Linked DNA regions of Zea mays: regions 1, 2, 3 and 5 are each linked to region 4. A link is a contact called in public Hi-C data. All regions are on one chromosome and are shown on one strand. The core of a region is the stretch at or near the end of the contact, and the rest is flanking DNA. Distances in the headings are between cores, read along the strand shown.

Evidence for each region. Hi-C and Micro-C count contacts between places; a contact is called where the count stands out from the background.
Region 1: a contact with region 4 is called in a Hi-C map of ear, with 3 times the contacts expected there. The contact joins the promoter of LOC100279373 here to the promoter of LOC100273073 in region 4. A contact is called at or near these places in 8 of 25 Hi-C or Micro-C datasets (bundle sheath, ear, leaf and 3 more).
Region 2: a contact with region 4 is called in a Hi-C map of tassel, with 6 times the contacts expected there. The contact joins the promoter of LOC103653460 here to the promoter of LOC100273073 in region 4. A contact is called at or near these places in 10 of 25 Hi-C or Micro-C datasets (bundle sheath, ear, endosperm and 4 more).
Region 3: a contact with region 4 is called in a Hi-C map of ear, with 4 times the contacts expected there. The contact joins the promoter of LOC103653462 here to the promoter of LOC100273073 in region 4. A contact is called at or near these places in 4 of 25 Hi-C or Micro-C datasets (bundle sheath, ear, endosperm and 1 more) and 1 of 3 datasets of contacts at active chromatin or transcription factors (leaf).
Region 5: a contact with region 4 is called in a Hi-C map of leaf, with 6 times the contacts expected there. The contact joins the promoter of LOC100285226 here to the promoter of LOC100273073 in region 4. A contact is called at or near these places in 4 of 25 Hi-C or Micro-C datasets (ear, leaf and tassel).

What each region holds. Positions count from the first base shown.
Region 1 is chr4:85,167,077-85,171,945 of Zm-B73-REFERENCE-NAM-5.0, forward strand. LOC100279373 reads right to left here and starts at 2,073. Exons shown (of 6, transcript NM_001152389.1): 1 at 1,166-2,073; 2 at 880-1,071; 3 at 696-783; 4 at 528-598; 5 at 348-431. The coding sequence starts at 2,044. LOC100275334 reads left to right here and starts at 2,438. Exons shown (of 2, transcript NM_001149431.2): 1 at 2,438-2,665; 2 at 2,739-3,134. The coding sequence starts at 2,512. The coding sequence ends at 2,896.
Region 2 is chr4:84,764,419-84,769,079 of Zm-B73-REFERENCE-NAM-5.0, forward strand. LOC103653460 (Dentin sialophosphoprotein) reads right to left here and starts at 1,844. Exons shown (of 5, transcript XM_008680356.3): 1 at 1,294-1,844; 2 at 417-502; 3 at 1-255. The coding sequence starts at 1,315.
Region 3 is chr4:85,139,639-85,144,743 of Zm-B73-REFERENCE-NAM-5.0, forward strand. It overlaps LOC103653462 (agenet domain-containing protein / bromo-adjacent homology (BAH) domain-containing protein), which reads left to right and starts at 3,660. Exons shown (of 6, transcript XM_008680358.3): 1 at 3,660-4,217. The coding sequence starts at 3,869.
Region 4 is chr4:84,992,402-84,997,466 of Zm-B73-REFERENCE-NAM-5.0, forward strand. LOC100273073 (putative regulator of chromosome condensation (RCC1) family protein) reads right to left here and starts at 2,533. Exons shown (of 12, transcript NM_001147522.1): 1 at 2,384-2,533; 2 at 2,131-2,275; 3 at 1,914-2,024; 4 at 1,770-1,830; 5 at 1,567-1,685; 6 at 1,037-1,122; 7 at 745-946; 8 at 285-338. The coding sequence starts at 2,421.
Region 5 is chr4:84,863,529-84,868,303 of Zm-B73-REFERENCE-NAM-5.0, forward strand. LOC100285226 reads right to left here and starts at 2,737. Exons shown (of 6, transcript NM_001158120.1): 1 at 2,670-2,737; 2 at 1,117-1,529; 3 at 932-1,010; 4 at 664-786; 5 at 1-65. The coding sequence starts at 1,508.

The DNA.
Region 1 (4,869 bases), core at 823-3,322, 170 kb after region 4:
TAAACTTGGTCAAATGTAGAGAGTTTCACTTGGGGCAAAACAAGGACAACCTACATTTTGAAACATAATGAGTAGTTATTATAGACAATAACTGTAATTATGCAATATATTGGACATCTTATCATCAAAATTAATTCACGGCATTAAACTACTCATAATAACTATAGATGATAACTACACATGACACTTCACATGATGTATTTAACAAACTCTATGACATAATAACTACAGTCAAGAATACATTTTAAAAATCAGTACGAGGTACAAGTAGAACTATCAATATTTCACCATACTGAAATGCTATATGCAACCAACGGATGTCTAAAACAATCAGGTACACAACTAACCAGCATTTTGCTCTTGACGCTAAAGAAACCATCTTTATCAGCCACAACTGTAGGTTTCGAGGCTCCAACAGCCATAATAGCTCCCTGCACTCAGTGATACTCAAATATTAACCCTCATACATATGGGAAGCATACATTTTACAGTTTACATGGTCTAGGAAGAAAAGGATTTAAGCCCACCTGGCCAGGTGGAAGGATTGCATCAAACCGATCTACACCAAACATACCCAAGTTGGACAGTGTAAAAGTCCCTGCAAATAACAAAATCTTCAGGTAAGCATGTTCACATGAGATTTTCAAAGACAACCTAATACACTATGCAATGCCATGAGCCCATGAGTTCCATACCAGAGTTGTAATCATTTGGTTGGAGCTGTTTTGCACGTGCTTTCTTGACTAGGTCCTTCCAATTTTGCGAGAGCAAATAAATATCCAGCTACAGTGTAACATTCAACAAACTGTTTGGTGAACTTGTTTGCTAAAACTCCGAACTCCGGAGTGAAGCCAAATTTATCACAAAGATACTATATACCTTGTCTGCATCCTGAAGGACAGGTGTAATAAGGCCACCATCAATTGCCACAGCCACTGCAATGTTGATATTACTGTTGTATGTGAAGCTCTTTCCATCCCTGCAGGTACTATTGACAACAGGGTGCTGTGCAAGAGCCATGGCTGCAGCCTTCGCCAACAGCACTGTCATTGTCACTCCCTTTGGCTTAACCTGTCAAAATCAAATCAGCCCAATAGTAATCAGGAAGCGGGGCAAGAAAAACAAAGGAGCTTCAAGTGCAGTCATGCCTGCTCCAAATCCTCACCTTTTCGTACAGCTCATCGAGCTTATCGGTTACAATGGGGTACCCAACGCGGAATGCTGGCACTGCCAGGCTCTCCACCATGTTCTTGCTCACTGCAGCCTGCATGGTAGTGAATGGAACAACAGTCGCGCCAGGAACCGGCGGCAGCACTGCTGCCTGAGGCACAGCACCAACTGAAGGCGCGGCCACAGGTGGTGGCGCAGCAGCAGCAGCAGGAGTGGGCTCTGACTTCGGCTTGATTCCGGCAGCCGCCTCAATATCTGCCGGCGTAATTCGACCGTACGGCCCGGTGCCAGTAATCTTGGCAAGGTCCACCCTGTGCTGCTTAGCCAGCTTCTTAGCGTGCGGGCTGGTAATGCCCTTCGTCCCCGCGGCCACCGGCGCTGGAGCAGTCGTCGCAGCCGGAAGAGGGGGCGGCGCCGCTGCGGCATCCTCCGTCGGAGCAGGAGGCGCCTGCTGCGGCTGCCCGTTGGAGAGCTCCTGAGCCTTGGCGAGCGCGAGGGGAACCTCCTCCTCCGACTCCGCGAGCAGCGCAATGGGGGCGCCCACCGGCGCTGACTCGCCAGCCTGGACGAGGACCACCGCCACGATGCCGTCGTGGAAGGTCTCGACGTCCATGTCGGCCTTGTCAGACTCGACGACCACAACAGCATCGCCCTTGGAGACGCGGTCTCCCTCGCCCGCGGACCAGGATACGATCTTTCCCTCCGTCATGGTGGAGCTCAGCGCCGGCATGAAGATCTCCCGGATCTTGGCGCGCACCACCATCCGCCCGCGCCGCGGCTGCCTCCACCGTGTGCCCGCCGGTACCACTCCGGCACGGAGCCGGGCGGGCAGGGTGGAGGCGGAGAGCGAGAGGGGTGCGGGGGCCGTCGCCATTGAAGAGGAGTGCTCGATGTCGGAGGCGGAGGCGAGGAGGAGAGTGGGCTTTTGGCTGGTCCTGGTTGGGTATATGGGGATGCAAACCAGTGAGGAGGGGCGGAGAAAGCGAGGCGAGGATGGCTTTGGAAACTCCGATGATGCTGTCATGGACCGGGCTTTATTTTGCTGCGGGCCCCTACGTCATTAACAAAGGTGAGCAATCTAGCCCATCGACGGAAGTTACCCTCATCAGCGCTTTAGCCCATGTTCTGAGAGATGGGCTCTATTCCTGCTTATTTCGTTAGGCCCATGGCTTCTATTATTACTGAGCAATGAGATGAGCAGGCCCACGAGGCCACGACTTATCCCGTAGGCCACAACACTCGCATCCAGCTCCTCTGCTTCTGGCGACCAAATTCTGCCGTCTCCACCGCCGCCGCAGCCAGCGTCACCGGAGGGATCTGCCGTCTCCCTTGCTCCACGCGATGAACACCGACATCACCGCCTCGACTAAGCCGGAGTACCCGGTGGTGGATCGGAACCCGGCCTTCACCAAGGTGGTCGGCAACTTCTCTGCGCTCGACTACATGCGCCTCTCCACCATCTCCGCCGTCTCCGTCACCGTTGGCTACCTCTCCGGTTCGCCTACCCTCCCAAACCTTATCTCTCACTTCACCCCCATCGGTAGCTCAGACCCGTGCTTGCCGTGCAGGGATCAAGCCGGGGATCCGGGGCCCGTCGATGGTCACGGGCGGCCTCATCGGGGTCATGGGAGGGTTCATGTACGCCTACCAGAACTCCGCCGGGCGCCTAATGGGATTCTTTCCCAACGACGCCGAGGTTGCGCGCTACAAGCACAAGCTTCATTGAGGATCCAGCTCCATTCCGTCTCTCTTTTCGCAACCGTTTCGCCTGTTCCTTTCCTGATTCCGTGTTAACTTCAGTACTTTATCTGGGCACTCTATGGCCTTGGTTAAATAAAAGTGGTATGTTGTTGCACGGTTATGAGGATTCGATGATACAATTCACCTCATCTTTATGTTGTTTGGTGAGAATTTCGTCGCCGTTTGGGTGAATTTATGAATACTGAAGTGATTTCTGCTCTGAACTTGTTATTTGTTGTGTGGTCGTGTTTGTGTATCTTAGCTTGTCAGGATTGGGGATAGTGATCTTATTACCTCTCATGGTAAGCAATGGGGGTTCATTTGGCTCATTGGCTGCCTGTAGGGGAATATTTCAATGTTTGTTTGTTCAGACGATCTTTGCATCAGGATTTACTTGGTGTCCTCCACATCTGAATTTGGTGCACATTTATCATCAAGAATCTCATGGGGGTACATAGATGGTGGTATTAGAGAGCAAACATAAATTTTATCTGTGCTTACTAAAATCCTGTTTGTTTTATCTTGCGAGTGCAACTTACAAGCTGAAATAAATATGTCTCAGAATCTCTGATTGCAACACTCCATAGGCCAGACTCTTACAGTCCAACGATTTGCTTTCCCCCCAGCTTACAGATTGTAACAACCTACAATGTGCAAGCTAAAACAATGTAGCCTAGGAAGTGTATACAAATCTGTGGAAATGAATTTGATGCAGCTGGTCTTTGTGGTATTGGCATGCTCCCATCCTTTTGATTTGAGTTTTGCGAAGCACATCCTCCTTTATCCTTATTTGCTTCATCTTAGCTTCAGTTGATCCAAGCACGAATGGTCTTTGCTGAGTGAATTTTGTATGCTGCTGAACTGTTGTGAGTATTTGGTGATACAATTTAACCCCCTCGTGTTATTACCTGTCGATAGTTTTGTCCCTGTTTCAGTAAAATTTATGTATTTTAAAGTCATTCCTCTCATGAAGGTTAGTAACCATTGTGAGTACCATAGTAGGATTAGGGGATGTGATTCTACGGGCATGTTTGGTTTTCTACCTAAGGCGCCACAATCTGCCTAACCTTAGGCGCTCGAATTGAAGAACTAAGGTTAGGCAGAAAAGTTTGGCACATTGTGGCGTCTTAGGCACCAAACCAAACAACCCCTACATCTCTTTGCTGTGTTTGGCTGGCTCTGGCTGTTAGGAAAGCTGCCAAAGACTGGTTATATGATATCTGCATGTGGTAATTACTGAACTTGGTGCGAATGGTAAAATTATTAATTTATTTTTTGGGTGGGGCGGGAGGTGGAGTGGGTGAGGGTATAGATATTATTATGAGGGGGAAGGGGGAATACATCAATTTATTGCTCATTGACTTGGGAAATGCACAAAACTATGTGCAAATCACTATGATCTGAATGGTTGTTTGTGGCATAGGCAGCTGTGTTTCAGTTTATTTGAGTTGATTGAAATGAAGTCAGTTATTCTCCCCGAGTTTATTCACTTCTGATACTGTCATTTTAAGACTTAATGGAAACACCCACGTTTGTATTGTTGCATTCATTCTATTACATTGGTGGGGACGAACTAGTACTTACCAGATAGGCTGATACCTCACTTGGGTAAGTTATGTGTTATAAGTTGTCATGATCATTTCAGATGTAGGGTGATGCATGGTAGGTCTCAATCAGATAGAAACATTGGCTTTCACTTTAGTTATATGTTTAAGCTGCTTGGTTTCTGCCTCAAATTGGCTTTGCCATTTTGTGTTATACTGACTCTGATGTGTATGAGGCCTTCGTCAGTATGGCATCGCTATAGTATTTCACTCATATATTTACAAGAAATCAATTGAAGAAATTTAGTCCAGCAAATTGGATGGCCATTCCTTTGTAACTTCTCAGGAGAAAAAAAGATTATTACAAAAGGTTAGGTTATGAACAAGTATTTAACATGATTCTGGCCTAAGATTA
Region 2 (4,661 bases), core at 594-3,093, 230 kb before region 4:
TGTGTCTTCGCCAAAGGAAGCCCTTGCTCTCCTGGTGTCCCTTTGCCTTTTTTTTACAGTCATCCATTTAACCTCAAGATCTATAGGCCTTGGGAGCTCCAAACCCATATTGTTAAGCTTGCCGCTACACGATGGCCCACCTCTGTCTTCTGTTGATTCACCAGTACAGCTTTTGCAGGTCATTGAAATATATGTGTCTGTAAGATTATGAGCTGAAGAAGATGATAACCTTCCAGTGCAAGTACAAGATTTGATCTGTAAATTAGCCAAGCTAACCATAAGCTCATGAACAGCAGAAAGTGAAGAATACAATGAAGAAAATATTGGTATTTTAGCAAACTGATCTAAAACAAGCTTTTCGCTAGGCACAGTGAATGCAAGACAGAAATCACTGTGTTGGCAAATTGTATGCATACCATTAAATCAGATGGCCTTCCTGCTATTTCTGTGGAAACAGATAAACTATTCACATCAATCGCACCCTTGGATCCAATTGATCCCTCTGGAAAACAAAAACAACATAAGGTTGGTATTCAGCACCACACCACCAAAGCTTATGGTACTGTTTGAAGAATAATAGCATCAGTCCACATAGCATGCACATAAGCAAGAGGTAAAAAAACTACAGAACGCCTCCGCAGCCATGCCACCACCACTGGTCACCCATCATCAGTCAATACTTGAACCCTCCCAGTACAATTCAGAAAGAAGTTCCGAATTCCAGGTTCCAGCCCAGCGCATACAAACAAGCAATCTTATCCTGCAGCGTGCAATGAAAGCCAGAAGCTAAACCAAAACCAAGGTCCCTCTGTCTGAGTTGAACCCAGTACTGACGAACTACCACAACAGCTCCTTGCCAAATCAAGTTAACAGCCTCTTGCCGTCAGCCATCGGCCTCCGCACTAGAGAGCACCAATTTCTCTCCTTTTGGAAACAACTGGTTCCAGCAAAACAGGTAGATCTGGAATCGGGTAGAATTTCCGATGAACACCTCTTTCCAGCGGACCAGTAGAGACGACGAAGAGCAGCTGAAACCCGATAGTTCACCTGAGGAGAAATCCGCGCTCAGCAGTCCAGAATCCCTGAGGCAAAGCAGATCTGAAGTCCGACCGGCAAGAAACTATTCTTCATCAACGCCGCATAAAGAAACAGAGGAACCCAGCGTGATCTCCGTGGCGGCTGTGGCGGCCGAACCACAACCCCCGCCAAATCGGGACGTCGGGGCAGCGCCGACTCGGCAAAGCAGCAGCCGCGGAATGTACTCAGATTTCTAAGATCTAGGATTGCAAATACCTTTTGCTCCAGCTTTCCTCATCAAAACCAGCGCCGCCGCGTCCGCGTAAGCCTCTCCCTCCTGACCACGCTCGTGCGCGTGAGTTCCTAGGACTCAGCAGGAAGAATCCGAAAACTGCCGTCCCATCCCTCACTCGCTGGATTCCTTGCGTGCGCCTCGGTGCCAAGAAATTCCTGCGGCTCCTCCTTTTCGCTTTTGACCTCTGCCGCGCCAGGCCAGGCCGATCGATCGGCAACGCCTGTCCCCTGCCGCGGCTCCCGCTGCTGTATCCGCTGATGCCGCCTCGCCGTCGCCGCCGGTGGCGATTTTTTTTTTTATTGGACCCCTTCCTCGTGCTACTTCGCCGCCAGCGGGTGGGGGGAGAAGACCAAGACCATGTTTTCTGTGATTTTGCCAGGGCGCCGTATTAATACTTGTGTATTCATTATTTTCTCTTGGGCATGGACGCGAATCCGGTCTAGGATGGACGGGATTGCCCCTGCAGCGCAAGGCCGCATGGATTATCATGCTATTCTTAGGAGTGTTTGGATCAGCAACTTAAATTTTAATCTCTGCCACCTTTGCTATTTAAACGTTAGTTATAAGTATTAAACATAGTCTAATTATAAAACTAATTACACATATAAGTACTAAACAGCAAGATTAATTAGTTCATAATTCGTCCATTTGATATTACATTAAATATTTGCTAATGATGAATTAATTAGGTTTCAAATTTTGTTTCTTCGTTTAGTATTTAGCTGTGTAATAAATTAATAAGTTTTATAACTAGAATATATTTAATATTTATAATAAGCATTCAAATATCCTATGTGACATGGGCTAAACTTTAGTCCTTATAACAAAATACCTTAGTGATAGTTTCACACATGGGCCTAAGTGCCCGAGTCACGCCTTAGAGGCAGCAACACACTTAAATCGGAATAACTGTCAGTCCCTCAGATCTAGTCCGATAAAGCCACTTACCATAGATCAAGGATCGAATACCACTAGCTCACTCGAAGGTGAGCACAGAGAGAATACAATAAACATAAAACCACAAATTTTTAAAGTACTAGAGTTATTGCATAAATTGGAGTTTTGATAAAAGATAACGAGTTCGAAATTAAATGCAGCTGATAATCGATACGTCGATGCTGTTAAATGCAGCTGATAATCGATACGTCGATGCTGAGGAATAGAGCAAGGTCTAGCCCACTACTCCTCCTAGTCTCGTTCACACTGAAAAGTTGTTTGAAGTTCTTATGTCCTTTGGAGCTCTCGGGTTGCCTGACTCCGATTAAAAACCTTTTTCATGTGCTGAAAACAATTCCTGCTACTGTCAGTGTCACAGGAGGATGGGTAGGAGGATGGATCACAGCACAGGCTATTGTGGAACACTGCTTGATATTATTCAAGATTAGATTGCTAATTAAGAATTAGACTAGTCCCCAGAAGGGTAAAAAAAGATCCATTGATGTCGAGACAGCATCCCACTCGACCGTCCAACTCGGTGGCAGGCTGGAAGATCAAGTCACACCATCAACCATATCATGTAGCGTACCTGAAAAAAATATGCCACAAGCAATGTTGAGTATACTAATACTCAGCTAGACTTACCCGGTGTGAGGAGTCTACGCCTCTACCTCTAGACCATACAGCTGTTTGGCTGAGGGGTTTGGTTTGCCAAAAGCACTAGCTGAGTCTAAAAATAATTTTTAGCTTTTCCCATTCTAGCATATTTATTTAAGCTAGGTTTGCTTCTTTCTAAGCATACATGGTAACAATCATTTAGTACAATCAACATGTTATCTCAAGAAACCTCATTTCACTTTTTACTTAATGCAGTACAAGGGGTCAAGCAGTCTCATTAGCTGCGAGAAGCAGACGATTTGAATCGAGTTTTAACCTTGCAAGGTAAACCTAAACACACGACATGTAGAGACACTCTGTCCCCACACATATCAATTGTCTCCATCGATTCCCCGTTCGCGGTCAGGGCTCACCGTCTTGGCATACAATGCTCCAATGACCCCGGTTGCCGTCGTGCAGTGACCGCATTTGTACCCACCATAACTAGCATGGGAGACCCAGTCTCAGGACAAGTGAGGAGGAAAGTATGCACCCGGCTTCACTCAGGTACTAGGCTTACTGGTTACTGAAAGTCGCCTAGAGGGGGGTGGATAGGCGAAACCTGAAAATTATAACTTTATACCCCACCTAGATCCCTTGATTAGTGGTTAGAACAAGATATACAATTATCGGAGTATAAAAACTAAGTCCTTGCTTGTAAAGAGTATTGCTTTCAAATAATGCGGATTTGATAAAACAATACAACTAATAGGTCTATGAGAATAAAGCAAGGGGGCTTAGATAAGAAGAGCAATAACACAAGTTCTTTCTTGCAAGGTGTTGCTCCACTAAATGAGAGTGCAACTTGAAGCAACACTAAATGATGATAGCAAATAATAGTGCAAGAAAACTTAGAGTGAGAGAAAACAAACAAATCACAAGAAATGAACACAAGAGACACGGGTGATTTGTTTTACCGAGGTTCGGCCCTCGAAGGCCTAGTCCCCGTTGAGGAGTCCACTAAGGACGGGTCTCTTTCAACCCTTTTCCTCTCTCCACCGATCACCGAAGACCGGCGAGCTCTTCTTCTTCTCAAGGATCACTTAAGACCCTGCAAGGATCACCACACTCTTTGGTGTCTCTTGCTAGCTTTACAAGCCTCCAAAACTTTTGAGGAAGTTCAATGGGAGTCAAAACTCCACGCACAAATGAACGCAAGATGTAGCACACACTTTCTCTCAATCAATCTCACAAGGCACTAGAGCTAAACTCTCACAAGAGGCTTTCTTTTGCTTGCTCTCTCTTTTGTGGCACTTGTGTGGTTTGTGATGGTCTAAATCTTGTGTATAGGATGGATCAATGAATATAGGTGGTTGGGAGAGCTTGAATATGTCAACTATATGACTTGGAATGTTGCTTGGGCTCCCACACCTTGAAGTGGCCGGTTGGGGTGGTATTTATAGCCACCAACCAAAATGTAGCCGTTGGAGATGGCTGCTGGCGATGGGCGCACCGGACAGTGTCCGGTGCACCGCCACGTCATCCTATTGTTAGGGCTTGGAGCTGGTCGACCGTTGGAGGCTCTATCCTCATGTGGCACCGGACAGTCCGGTGCCCCTCTGACCAACTGCTTTGACTGCTGCCGCGTTCACTGTGCTGCGCTGTTCCCCGTCAGAGTCGACCGTTGCGCGCTGATAGTCGTTGCTCCGCTGGTGCACCGGACAGTCCGGTGGCACACCGGACAGTCCGATGAATTATAGCGGAGCTGCTCCTGGGAAACCCGAAGCTAAGGAGTTTGAGCTGATTCACCCTGGTG
Region 3 (5,105 bases), core at 2,410-4,909, 150 kb after region 4:
CTTTATATAGTACTTATATAGTTCAACAAAGTATAATTTAACTCATATAAGGATATTTTATTTAATCTCTCATTTGGAAAGACATTTACTTACGTCATAGGATGAATTTACCCAAAATAGGATTTTGGGTGCTATAGAATCTAAGGGTCAAAAAGGAAACACACATTGGATCCAATGGTGAATGCTTCTAACTGCCAAACCGACCTCAAACCAACCTGAAGGAGGAGTATGCACCGTTGGATACAAAATCGAGGGACCAAGGAGGCCGGTCGACGTCCTCCCTGGCCGGTCGTCCACGTGGAAGTTGTCTAGCTTGCCACTTCACCCCATTTGAACTAACTTAACCTGTAAACCGACCTTGGGAAGCTACAAATATCCCCAGGCATGGGGATGATATAAATAGCCCATAGGAGCCCATTTGTGAAGAAAATAAGAAATTTGAGAGTAGATATACCTTAGAGAGCTTCCTCTTTTCATTTTAGTAGTATAGGTTAGTTTCTAGGAGCTAGAGTGAGTCTAAGCTTTACCTCAAGTGTTTCGGGTTTTTCTTTGGAGTCGTCGGATATATCTCTTCTGTATCATCGACTATCAAGTGAAATCCAATTATCTTGTGTTCTACTGTGAGTACTACCTCTATTCTAAATATTAAATTGAAGTATTACTTTACTTTGCATATACCTTTTGGTTATTGTTGCGGTACTCTAGGAGCACTTAAACTCAAGGCTTAGGATTGTGTTAGTCTTTGTTTATCAAGTCTCGTCTAGTTTGACGGTGTAATAAGCCACTCCTAGTCCTAGTTGCTTGGCTGAGGCTTCGGTTGACCATTGTCATAATGTGTCATCGTATCTACACAACTATGGTTGGTAGCCCCTTTTAGTGATAGCGAAAGTGTGACATGTGTATCCCAACCCTATCGTCTGGTAGGCTCGTAGGTGATAACTAGCTACCTTTGGTGTTTCACCTATCTCTCTCTAGATTTCGCTCGATGCAAATTCTTTCCTGTATTCGATAAACATATGATTAACCATGAATAATTCTTTGCAACATAGTAAAACTAATAATTTGGTTCTTTACTCCTTGTTGTCCTCCTAGGTAACTTTATCTTGCTACAGACCTTAGGGCCCATATCCGTTTCTTCCTCATACACCTATCCTTTTATAGTATTTACCCTGTCAATGCACTAGTGTGTACCCTTATCAAAATTTACACTTCAATTTAAGTTCGAGTTAGTTAGTTCACCTCTGGCCTGCCGTTTCTTTGTGAAAAATACGATAACTGTGATTCTACCGGTGAAGGACTACAATCAAAAATCAATATCCCGTTCTCGCTCTTAAAAGAGGGCACATGCTAGAGATAGAAGGCATGTGGGGAGAGTGGACACGAGAACATGGATGAGTAGCGAAGGCGGTTTGGGGATTGCGTGGAGCAATTTCATTGAGACAATCACGAGAGGGAAAAAACAATAAATAGAGATTGTTGGATGTTTTTATCTGTATCTGTACTATAGTATAAAATCCAGTTTTCTTTTATATATCATACCCGTTGGATTTCTATCTCGTATGACGTCGTTGATCCGCTCTATCTGTGTGCTGCCGCTGAGAAAATCATGACCGTGATGCAGGCCAGAAACTGATTGTTCGCTAGTCTTTTCTACGTGCTGTTTCACCCGTTCTTTAACTTCAGCTTCAGATCGACCCAACTGGAAAGATGTATAGAAAATTGTACCGTGTATGCTACACACTACTACTAGAGTACAAGAGTAAAGTTTATACTGCTATACTTCCTGTCCTAAAATACAATAGGAACATAGATTTTTATCGAGTTTATATAAAAATGATATCTAATTAGCATCAGTATGAAATGAAGTTTCATAATTTACCTCTCTGATGTGATAAATATCAATGTTATTCTATATCTGTTTGTTTAAATGCTAGATGCTTCCTTTTGTGCATACTTAAACTTCCTACACGAACATTACTTTGTGAAATGGCTAAACTAATTAATAATCTGTCCGCGCTTACAATATTGGAACATATCAGTCGTTTTAGCGCAAAAATAAATAATTGCAACGTCGTTCACATGAACAGAGATTTCGTATCCTTCCTATTACTACAGCATGTCCTTTGTAATTTTAGGTCATTGTCTGGATCACTTTATTTATTTATATATTTAATTAGTTACCACTTAGACCTTTTATAATAACACGACGAAGAATTTAAATATGTATCATAACTAATTATATTGTAAAACAATATTCAAACAAATTTGTTATTATATAGGTATATGTAAACATCTTGTATATAATATTATATAGATATATATAAACATCTTGTATATATAATATTTTTTTATCACATGCGTGCCACACATATATTTTCACTAGTCTCTATAATTAGTACATCAACGATCACAAAAGACTAACAATTTAGAAATTGCGCTAGGTTTTATAAAAAACAATAATATTAAGGTTTTGAAAACTTGAGGTCAGAACTAACCCTCCTATAAAAAAATAGAGAACTTCCGTAACTTGTTTAGATCAATATCAAGCCATACATATTGCACCGTAAATTATGGGGACATATAAGACCACTTTAGAATATGGATTTTTTTTTCTGTTTCATGTATTTTTTTAAAATAAAATTATTCGTATGAAATTTCTATATGATCAGTATTCCAAAAAGCTTAAAACGTTCAAACCAACCGTTAGTAACATCAGCTGGTTTGTTTGCTTTGAATTAAAACGATAATTTAGACTAGACAAAATACTATATATCTATCTCTACTAACTATTAAGAAGCTAACGTAGACCATGCCGTGCTCCCGCCTCCCCTTATCGCGCGTGGCATGCGCCACCTACCCTCCCACTGCATGCAAGCATGCAATTCGCAGCAGCTGCATGCAAGCCGCAGAACACTATGCAAGCACTGACCCACCAACCGCACGTATCTGTACCAGGTGTACGCGCTCTACCGCGCCGGCTTCGCGGGCGTGCCGCTCGATCTCACGACCATCGGTGACCTCTTCGCCGTCAGCCGCTTCATGGTCGCGCACGCCAACAACCTCTCCACCACGACCGTGCCCGCCAACGGGCAGCCGCTGCTCGTGCCGCTCCAGTGCGGCTGCCCCTCCTGGTCCCCCAGCTCGTACGCGCCGATGCAATACCAGATCGGCCCGGGGACATCTACTGGATCATCTCCACCACCAAGCTGCACAACCTCACACAGTACCAAGCCGTGGAGCGCGTGAACCCCACGCTGGTGCCCACCGACCTCGACGTCGGCACCATGGTCACATTTCCCGTCTTCTGTCAGTGCCCGGCCGTCGACGACAACGCCACGACGCTCGTCACCTACGTCATGCAGCCTGGGGACACGTACGCGTCCGTTGCTGCCGCCTTCTCCGTCGCCTATCCACAGTGAAAGACACGATGCGGCGGCCGTCTGTGCATGCACTAAGGCTGAGCGCGCTGCTGCTGCTCCTCTACCTGTGCACGTTTCCTGCCCTGGCGCAGTCGTAAAACACGACCACGGCCACAACCAAATTTATTCAACTAGATGGAGCCGAAAGCTGAAGGTACGACTGATGATAAAACGATATATAATTTATGTATGAATATATGCTTCAGCTAATATAACATAAGACAATTTAAAAATTTAACTATCTACGCATAGTTATTAATGTCTTAACCACGCCCCGAATAAGACCAAATCCCTCCCCGTCCTCTCTCTTCGCCCACCCCCACATTATTCTCTCCCCAAATCTGACCTTCCCTCGTGCGAGGCCTCACCTCTTCCGACGCGACGCGATACGCACCACACGCGGAGACCAAGCCGAGCCCATCTAGGGTTAGCGTCCCACTGCGGCGGCCATGGACGAGGCAGCGACAGCGGCCCTGGCGGCGGCGAGGGGGCGGTGGACGCAGTGGGAGGAGGTGGTGGTGTCCAACGACCGCGGCAGCCGCCTCGTGCACTACTACCTCCGCGGCAACAGCGAGGAGAAGCAGCTGGCGGTGGTTGGGCGGGAGCGGAGCCCGCGTCACATGTCGTACGCCGTGCAGGGGCGGTTCCTCCGCGCGCTCGCGGCTGCCGCCGGGGCGGTCGCCGTCGCGCCGTCGCCATCACGGTCGCCTCTGCCGGCTGCTGGGGCGGACGGCGGCGCTCCGAGGAGGTGGCGGTCCAGACGGGAGGTCGTGGACTGGCTGTCCTCCCTCGTTTCTGGTAAGATTTCTGTGCCGGGGAGTTCGGGACCCGGGTTGTGCTTTCTGGAGTTGGATGTAGATTTGGATGATTCCGAGCTCGGCGCGTTTGGTCCTGTTTTGGCTCGATTTGGTGCTATCTTTTGCTTTCAAATCGCTCCGGTTTTGGTTCGATTGAAGGCGGTTCATGTTCTGCTCCGCTTCTCTGCGTGAGTGCGTGTTTGGATTCGTTTTGCGCCGTGAAACATGAGAGCTTTTGGGATTTACAAATTTTTTCGGTTGATTTGCGTGCTCCATGTCTGGAATTCCTTGGCGGACCGTCGGTTGATTTGTTAATACGGCGACAAAGGATTTCTTCCAGTATATTTGCGTGCTCCGTCAAATATGCAAGAAGATGTGCTCCATGTCTGGATTTGGGCTCCGGCGCGCGTCTCGATCATTTCCCGCTGCAGTCCACGGTTTCTTGCATATTTGATGTCAGGGAGGATGATCTCTGTTTATACAATCTTGACGCGCTCAGCGAATCTGCTGTTCTATGGACGCGATATCTCTACGGAATCCTAGGGTTGTGATTAGGTTTAGTTTAAAGTATGCGGATGCTTTGCTTTCATTTCCTGCTGTGCCTAGCCTGATTTGGGCAAGGGAAACCGTAATCGCTGTTTGGGGATTCTGTAACGGGGGAAGGCTGGAGACACCGATGCTTTGCTTGTCTAACCTTATTTGGCCAGAAGAGGCACCGTGTCTAGGAGCTAGCCATATGTGGCAAGAAGATGTCTTTGCTTCCTCGTATTTTCCATTTGGCTGTTGGAGGGAGCCGCGGCTGCGAAACATTACTTCCATTTCCTGCCGTGTCTAGCCTGTTTGGCAAGAAAAACCGTCTTAATCGTATCGTTTTTTTTTCCATTTTGCG
Region 4 (5,065 bases), core at 1,283-3,782:
CATGGGCAACACACCCCTCTATGTTACTTCCATGGTATGTAATATGTACATTTTCGGTGCTCTCTAATCTAGACATCTAATAGCATGCCCTGAATAAATAGCAAGCAAGTGAATTTATCTGCAGCCCAACATAACATGACAACAGTTTTCATGAAGTTAGTTTCAAAAGCATATAAGAATAGCCTATCCCTCAATATATTTGTGTTATCTGGTGGCTTGGCTGGATAAAACAGCATATAATAAGATAGTAACCCTGAATTCAAGAATCAAGATAACGGAAATACCTCTCCATCTATAGTTAGTGCAGTTGAATGCCAGCCTCCAGCAGCAATGTCAACCTGCAAATGTAAGATGTTGGAGTATATGCAACAAGTGAGAAATCAGGAAAGCAATGTGCAGATGAATTATCGATTTATGCACATGCAGAGGTGTCCTGAAGGCTGAAATAAAGATTCAGGGTGCCATTCTTTGCATAAGCAATAACAACATTCAAACATAGCGTTCCTGCTTCCTAGTTTGCAATGATTATAACTGGAAGTCCTGAAAAGGTGAAGCTTGTTAGCTGAGTGGAAGCTAAACCAATGAGACATCTACCTTGGAGAAAAACAACTAAAAGCGTGGATTTTTTTATCTTGGTTTGCCGTCCTTACATAAGCTCACTGGGCAATGGCTTGAGAAACTCACTGATGACAAACTAATTTGAAAATGTATCAGAAAATAAAATAAATTAAAATAAAAATGTACCAGTGAGAGATCAGATAGCCCTTCGACACGTATCGGTTGTGATCTTGGTTGGGTATCTCCAGTCCCCAGCTGACCATACTCATTATTACCCCATGCCCACAAAATTACATCCTCCGTTAGTGCCAAATTATGGAATGCACCTACAGCAATGACCCTCACTTTCTCAAGGCCTTGCACACGTACAGGTGTAGATATTTGCTTGCTGAAAGAAGGCCATGGTCAACAACCGAACAAGGAGAAAATACAAGAGCAAACAAAAAATAAATAATGTTTTCAGCATAAGGCACCATACATATCACCCGGAGGCCATGGCTGTCCCCATGTCCAGACGTGACCTTCTTGAGTCAAAACTACTGAATGTGTCCCTCCAGCGGCTACCTAGAATTATCAAACTAATAAGCACGCTAAAAGCTAACCAACCGAAATCATGAGTGCGTACACAAAAGTTGCAGCATCGTTTGCGACCGGAATAATTCATTTGAGCCATAAGACACTAAAATGCTCCAGTTACGCCATACTCCCTAAGTAACAAAATAGTATTCGTTTTTTCTCTTGATTTGTATGTCTATATTCAACTAGATGATGATGATGAATTTTATTTTGGGACAGAGTATAAATTATCCCATATGTGGTTTTGCCATGAGACTACTTATTTGGCAACAAAGCATATGCAAAGCAAAGTCATGAAGTTGCTGGGTTGACGGGGTCGAGAGGAACGGAGTCGCGGGTGGAGGGTCGATATTTGGAAAAAGTATTATTCGGGACGATGTTCCTGTGTAACACCAACCCATGATTCGGGACAATGAATCCAATTCCACTCACTTGCCGGACTTTGAGCTTGAGCGCGCACCGCTGCGGGATCGGGATGTCCCTCCTGAGCGCCCTCGTCCCGTCCTCCTTCCTCTCAGGCTCCTCACCACACTGCCCGTACTCGTTTCCACCTGCACAATCCACGTACATTGCATCAAAGCAACTAGAAATCAGTCACGGGAAATCTCGGTGAAGCGGGTGCCCCGTGCCCGTACCCCAGGCGTAGGCGCGCCCCTTGTCGTCAACTGCGAGGCAATGCCACCCGCCAATCGCCGCCTGAATGAACCAAAGGCAGAGCTTGTTCCGTCAGCAGCACACGAGACGCGAGCCTCGCAGGTAAAGCGGGAACTGAGGCGCACCTGGACGATCTTGAAACCCGCGAGAGCGTCGACGGGGCCCGGGGAGCTCTCCGTCTTGGTCTCCGGCGGGTGCCCGAGCGTGCCGCGTTGGTTCCATCCCCATGTGAACAGCTGCGCACGGCAAGGAACCCCAACCCAAGCAACCGGGTCAGCTCAGAAGCTCGACACGAAATGAACAAGCACGAACAACGAGCAGCGGTCCGGGAAGGGGACGCACGCGGCCGTCGTCGCAGATGGCGAGGGAGTTGCGGCTGCCGGCGACGACGGCGGTGACGGCGTAGGGCCCCAGCGCCTCAACGAAGTGGGGCCAGTCCTTCTCCTCGTTCCCGCCCATGCCCAGCTGCCCGTCCTCCCCGGAACCCCTGCACGAAACGAGAACGAGAGCAATCAGCGGCCACCGCGTCGCGGGGTGAAACGGAGTTCCCCTCGCCGCGCCCCGCGCGAGAGAGGACGACGGAGAGTGAGCGCACCACGCGAGGACCGCGGTGGCGCGGAGCGGGGTCGCCATGCCGGCGGTGGCAGTGGCGGCGTCGGTGTCGGCGGGAGCGAAGGGAACGCGGGGCGGCACTGGGGCAGCAAGCAGCCGACGCACGGGGTGCCGCCGTGGAGGTGGGTTTCCGTGCGCCGCGCAGGACAAGCGCCGCGTGCGTGGCTTTTGCGGCCGTGATTTGGGCTCTTCTGCCGCGGCCGTGTCTTCTGCAGTTCTGCTGCAGGGCTTTCTGGGCGTGTGTCCGGTCCGGTCCAGTCCAGTACGGCTTGACCTGCGGTCGTGGGGGTCTTGTGCTCTCTCGGTGGCTCGGTGCAACAGTTTTTTTAAACCTTTTTCTGTGGCATCCTGAGGTGGATTCCACCGTTCCACCCACAAGGCCACAAGCCCACAACTCGATGAGTCACGCAAGTGCGAGCTCCGCATTAGTGACCACAAATCGATGACTTAGTGCGAGCTTGTCAGCCGTCCTGCTGCGGGCTGCCGGTAGTGCAAGTGCAAAGTAGAATGACAACTCCATTATGATGGATCAAATTCACTAATTCAGCACTATTTTTTCTGACAGTATATTTTCTAGTGATGGAAAAAGTCATGGATTCATACCCCGACATCAATCGAAAAACATTCAACGAAAGACAAAAATAAGAAACGTCTAATATCATTAGCCAATACAAAATCTAAAAGACCATCCATAGGAAGCGAAGAATTGCATTATACCCTGTTTGGATGTAGATATTGGAGCACCGAATTAGGAATTGAAATCAGCTTTTCTAGAATTCTATTGTTTGGTTATGCACATAATTGAGATTTGGAATCAAATACCCAATCCCCTGGAATTGGACTACAACTAGAGACCCCCTCTCCTAATACAGAGCATTACTCCTCTGTATTGAATGGAATTAGACCACACAATTCCAAACTCCAATTCAGTGACATCCAAACATTAGTATTGGAATTACAACTCATTTCAATAGCATGGCTGATTTGTAATTGAACCCAATTCAATTCCACACCCTCCAATATCGACATCTAAACGGAACATTACTCTAATCTAGCTATCTAGGAATGGAAATTTGATCATGGATTCAAATATCCATAGGATCCAATGGAAACGAGCATGGATACATGTTTCGAAGCATGGGTCAGATTCGTACCAGATCCAAAGTCGAGCGGACACGGATTAGAATATTACCTTCCACCCACGGATTACCTGTTGCATATCCGAAATCAGCATATAGTTTATTTATTTTTGTTTTGCTCATATTACACAACAAAGAGCAAACCCTAACTCCGTGAACTCCTAATTTCCCACTTATGGTCACCCCTTCTAGCCTTGCTGGTTTCTTGAACTACGTCATGTGTCCCCTTCCAAGTCCTACGGGGCCGCAACACCTGTACCGTTCGCACCTGGCAGACGTCTACCCCTTCTAATCTCTAGTGCCCCTAGCCACAACCCGCACCTCATACGCTCGTGGTTGTCCCTTCTTGCCTACACCTCAAGACTACGCCAACCGCTCGCGCCAACTGCTCTTGGTTATTCAGTCCACACTATCGTCGCCCCTTCGTGTCCCTCAATCCGACACCAGTCGCCCGCCCAACTGCTCTCGGATCTTTAGTCCACACTGCCGGTGAGCCTCACTGTCGCTTCCCCAGTGGTCCCCAGCGCTCCACCCCTTCTAGTCCGACGCGTCTTCCATGTTGTCGTGTTGAGAATATTGATTGTTAAAAGACATGTGTATTTATATAATTTTTTTATTAAGTTTTTAATTGTGTGTTCAGGTAAAATTGGGAAGAATTTTGATTGATTATGCTATTGAGTTGTTGAAAATGATTGTCTCTGTCATATCCGACATATATACAAAACCTGTCCAAAACCTAATGAGCACGTACATGGATATGAATTTACCCGCAGGTATGGTTGTGGATAGATATTTGTTGCAACCACGGGTATGGCTGTGAGTGGATATTTGCAATATCCGATCAAAATTCGATCCGTGAACATCCCTACTCTAATCTCTACATGTTGAAAATCGAAATCAACTGATTTTTATAGTCATCGGTTCTGAAAGGGAAATGGCCTCAACATTTCCTATAATCGATTTTGGTGTTTGACGACCATCACAAACCTTATGGACTAACCAGTTTGCCTAGTTGGTCATTTCTCAGGTGCATAAGTTCATCTACAACTATTCTAAGTCGACTATCTAGAATACCGTAGATTATTCCAGATAGGAGAAGCTTTTTGGAAAAACACCTATGGGCGGACCGTCCGGGCCCTTGCGGCGGACCGTCCGCGACATAAGGGTGAGCCTTGGATAGGAACAATGCAAAAACACAAGTTAACACTATGGACCGTCCGATGGAAAAGTGAGCACCGTCCAAGACCAAGCGTGGACCGTCCGACCTCAGGCGCGGACCGTCTGGTCGTTGAAAAACCAAAAAAAACCCGAAGGTGATGGGTTCAGTAAAATTCATTTTAGCGTCCTCGCGGACTGTCCGGGGTGCACGGCCTGACCGTCCACGACTGCTTTATCAGACACCTGACTACGCAATAAATGCTCTATAGTCGTTGATATAGCCGTTACTGCTGACCGTTGCGATTTCAGCCGTTGATGTGCAGGGGCGGACTGTCCGGACCAGGGGCTTAGACCGTCCGCGGTTGTCA
Region 5 (4,775 bases), core at 1,487-3,986, 130 kb before region 4:
AGAGTGCTATCCTTGTATGACTCCTCACCAAGGCTGTCTAACTCAGAGATAGCTTCATCAAACGCCTGCAAAGATTAGCCAATCATTATCAATTATCAAAGTTCCAATGGCACACAATGCACAATATAAAAAGTTAAATTATCAGGCAACCAACTCAAATGCCTACCAGTAACCACAAATTAAATAAGTTAGATACTCAACACACAATATCATAATCATCTTTATAATCCAACAGAACAGGGAGAATCCTCTTTAAGAGGCCGATAATAACAAACAAGAGTCTAGCAATAACAGAGCAGAATGGCACAAAACAACTAATGGAAGATCAGCAGCTCATCATATCAGAGGTAGCATTACTAATCAGAAACTATCATCATATCATAGTACCATTACTAATCAGAAACTATCTGACCTCATACACAGGGATCAAGATATCTAGCAGTCAAATTGCATGTGAACCTAAAAGGGCAGAAGTTTGCCATATAAACATTAAAAAGCTCCTGATATACTGAACAATTTAGGGCAAGTATCCTACAATTTACAGTTAAAAGGCATTTTTGGATATTTTCTTTCTGCCCAAGCTTCAAATGCACAAACAACCCTCACCCTAAACACGGTACAATGAATGTACATATGTAGTAGAAAAGTAGATGTGATTCCAACCTGCTTTGCCAGGTTGCAAGCTTTGTCTGGGGAGTTCAGAATCTCATAATAGAACACTGAAAAATTAAGAGCAAGTCCCAGCCTTATCGGATGGGTAGGTGCCAGCTCAGCCAGAGCAATGTCCTACACGGTACACAGCAGAATAAAACTCCATAAGTATAAACACTAACAGCAAGCATTCAAATAAATGAACTTGACATCCTATATGATATGGAAACCACCATAGAAGACAGTTGCCATATTATCAGAACAGAAAGAATGAACAAACCTGAGCAGCCTTATAGGCCACCATTGTGCTCTCAGCAGATTCCTTCCTCTCAGCACCAGTCTTAAATTCCGCAAGATACCTGCCATAGTTAAGATTAAGAACAGAAGGTTAAGAAATCTTATTGGCTTCTTCAGATTATACAGATACGATTGCACATCATAATATCGCATTGCATCAAGCCCAACCTGTGATAGTCACCCTTCATCTTGAGGTAGAAGACCTTTGATTCAGCAGCAGTAGAAGAAGGCACTAGGTGGGAGTCAAGCAGCTTCAAGATTCCATCACAGATATTGCTCAGTTCAGCCTCGATCTTGCCACGATATTCCTTGATAAGGTTCACATGCTCTTCGTTCTTACGGGACTCCTCCTTTTGTTCAATGGAAGAAACAATGCGCCATGAAGCGCGGCGAGCCCCAATCACATTCTTGTATGCAACAGACAGAAGGTTACGCTCCTCAACAGTGAGCTCTTCCACATCTACAGTCTTAGCCACCTTCTCCATATACTCAACCATCTCCTCATACCTTTCAGCCTGCTCAGCCAACTTGGCCATGTAAACATTCTCCTCCCTCGACATATTGTTAAAAGAACAAACTTCCTGCACCAGAAGGAAACTGATAAGTCATGGCCTAAAAACATACAAAATGTCAACTAAAATGATTATATGGGAAAGGTACATGGCTGGCCACTAAACTCGACTTGAGCCCATTCATGTTTGCTAAGAACAAGCTTATTAATAAGCTTGCTGAGAGGCTCATACAAACCTCATTGAACCAGTAATACATCCACACCAAGAAGTGCCGTCTAATCCAACAACAGCTTACAGCACTCACGTTCAGGTTGAAAAATTACAATAACAGACACCACAAAAGCAGCTAATATGATCTGTTCGTTCTGTTGTGATCCCCAAATCCATCAACCAAATTGAGAATAAGACAGAACTAACCTATTTACACTACCTAAGGCGAATCTTAGTGGGGAGTTTCAAATCATTTTTTTCAAAACTGATATATTATATAGAATGAAATAAAACTTAAATGAAACATCATCTCCCAATGAAAAGTTTCATTCTATGATTGCATAGACATTTAATTTCATGACTCGTAGAGTTGATAATTGTGCCAAGATAGGGTTTCATCTCTTGCCACATCATCAAAAGCACATATATGGCACCTTATCAGCCTATTAAAAAATCATGCGGAGACTGGCCTAACATATCACTGAAAAGGACCAACCGGATCTGCCCGTAAGTTTATTTAACAATTTAATTGAACAACGATGCATCACCAATCAAAAAGGCTTGTTTGCTTAGAAGGGGAATGGAGGGGATTTAGGGAGAAATAAACTAATTTCCACCTCAATCCCCTTCTAATCTACCCAAACAGCCCTAACAGATAACAGTAATAGGCACGGTTGCTACCCACAAAAGGTCCTCAGCAGTCGGTTATCTCGCCAATGTGCCAAAACTAATCCCGAATCAGGCGGATCTACGCGCCCCGTGCGCTCGAAACCTCAGATCTCGCGGATCAAGCTCGAACATAACAAACGAACAGCACTCGAGACAAAGCGGATCTAGCCGCATCGCAGAACACCATTTGAAAAAAGATCACATAAGAAAAAAGCGGAGAAAACTCGCAGCACTCCCGCATCTCCCGTACCAGGAACAGGCAACTAGATCAAGCAGCACAGCACGCAAGATTAATTTCTAAAAAAAAACTAGAAAAATCGGAACCCTAACCTCCTGGCGCGGGGCTGCTCCTGGGCTCGGAGGAACGGTGTGGTCGGGGAACTGCGGATGCTGTGGTGGGCAGGGCGAAGCAGCGTGGGGATATTTTATAGCGGGACGCGAGCGCGAGGCTATTGTCAGTGAGCCAATGGCTCAATGCCACGGCGACTCCAGGGCCCACGCCAACACCTCTTGCGCAAGGCGTGGTGGGCTGCGAGTAACTGACACGCGGGCGAGGCGCGTAGTGGGACCCCATGTCATTGTCTTTTGACTCCAACTACATGGTCAAGAGGGCTCCAAAGTCAGGTGTCTATCTTATCTCATCCCTTATTTTAAACTTCACTTTACAAAAACAACTTCAAAAAAATATTTAAAAATTTCTCTAAAAATTGATTATTGGGAGCATACTAAAAAGTTTTAGAAGTAGATTATGATGTGTACTCCAACAATTTCCCTAAACAAAGAGTCAAAATAGAAAAATGGGCCAAAAATGATCCAATTGCTATTAGGCTTTGTTTGCCTCAGTTGTTTATTGGGCCGGCACGACTCAGCCTGCACCAAAAAAAGAGTCGTGTGCTACACCAAAATATGAGGGAGGGATGAGCTAGATACGGGGCACGAATATTTTGGGAGAAGGAAGAGGGAGTTGTTGGAGCGAGGAAAAATACTTGCTACTCTAATATTGATTTTCGGGTTGATTTACGATTTCTCTCGGAGTTGCTCTAAATAGTGTAATCTATAGTGCAAACCCCCCATTTTACACAATCTGCTGCAGATAGCCTTAACATATGTTGTTTGGGATGGCTTTTCCTTTCCAGTTCACCTCGCTACAACAATAATAGGACAACCATCAGGGACAGTCTCAACTTCGACGACAACGACAGTGGAGATCACTCAAACTACTCGTATAGTCTTAGCTACTCGCACCTTGTCAATTACCTCTGACAAGCTCACTATACGCTGACTCCAACTCTTCTTGTTCTAGTAGCTTCCACAGTACATATTAAGAGGCTTCCTTCATTTGTGCAGGTCGTGCCAGCAATTTTCGGGGCCCTATACCAAACTCTAAAATGAGACCTATCTCACTAAGAAAAAACTACAATAATTTTGAGTTATAATGTATTATATAGCAATGGAATATATAAAGAACCATATCTATCGCAATGTCCCCTATTTGCTAGAATTCTATTATAGAATAATATAGAAAACCATCTAGAATATTTCTCCCTAGGACCTTTCTAAATTACTAATCTCTTCTAGAACGCTTTTATGTCATAGAATTAGGAAGGATGTGTGTGAGACATACAAGATTGACTCAAGAGACCAATTCTTTACCGTAATGGATTTTCAATAATATAATTGTAAGGGATAACAAATTATTATTTAGGGGGGTTGTGCAGCTGAACCTCATGCACTTGGGCCTGCATTTGTGGCTTCCTTAGCACAAGCCCTCCTATCAGCTTGTCGCCTATAGTGTCCCACATGATGAGTTCAGAGTCTATAGTGCCAGCAGTTTGTGGTTGCTCCTATGGTTTTGACTTCAACATTAGTTTTAGAGATCACCACTTTGATCACTCACCAAGCTTCGGTTGCCCTCGTTTAGCCTTGGACAAATAGTGACTCTTATGATACACCTTGTGTCTAGTAGTTTGTGCTAACTTCACACACCACCCTATCAACATGTCAGCGTCCTTCTCACTGACTAAGCCTTACATTTTTAGTTTTGGTACTTGATGCCAAAGGAGGATAAATAGGTAGTATGTGAGTCAGAGAGATCTTATGAGAGATGAAAGTTTGTATGTTACTTTTGGAGTTTTTTTTTTGTATGACACTTTTGGTTTTCATGGCTTTCATATGCTCTAAAACTCTTTATGTTGTGTGATATACATGCTTCAAGACATTTAGCTTCCTATGACCTTTTGATGCTTTGATTTATTAGGTTCTATGCCTTGATATGGATAATGTGCTCTAGTGTACCCTAATAGTCTAACATATTTTGATATCATACTCTACTATAAATATAATGTGATTGAAGTGCTTTGATATATTTGTTGTTAATGCTCTGATACACGTGTTGCTCGAAACTCTGATACTTCCACAAGTATTGTGCACTTCGAT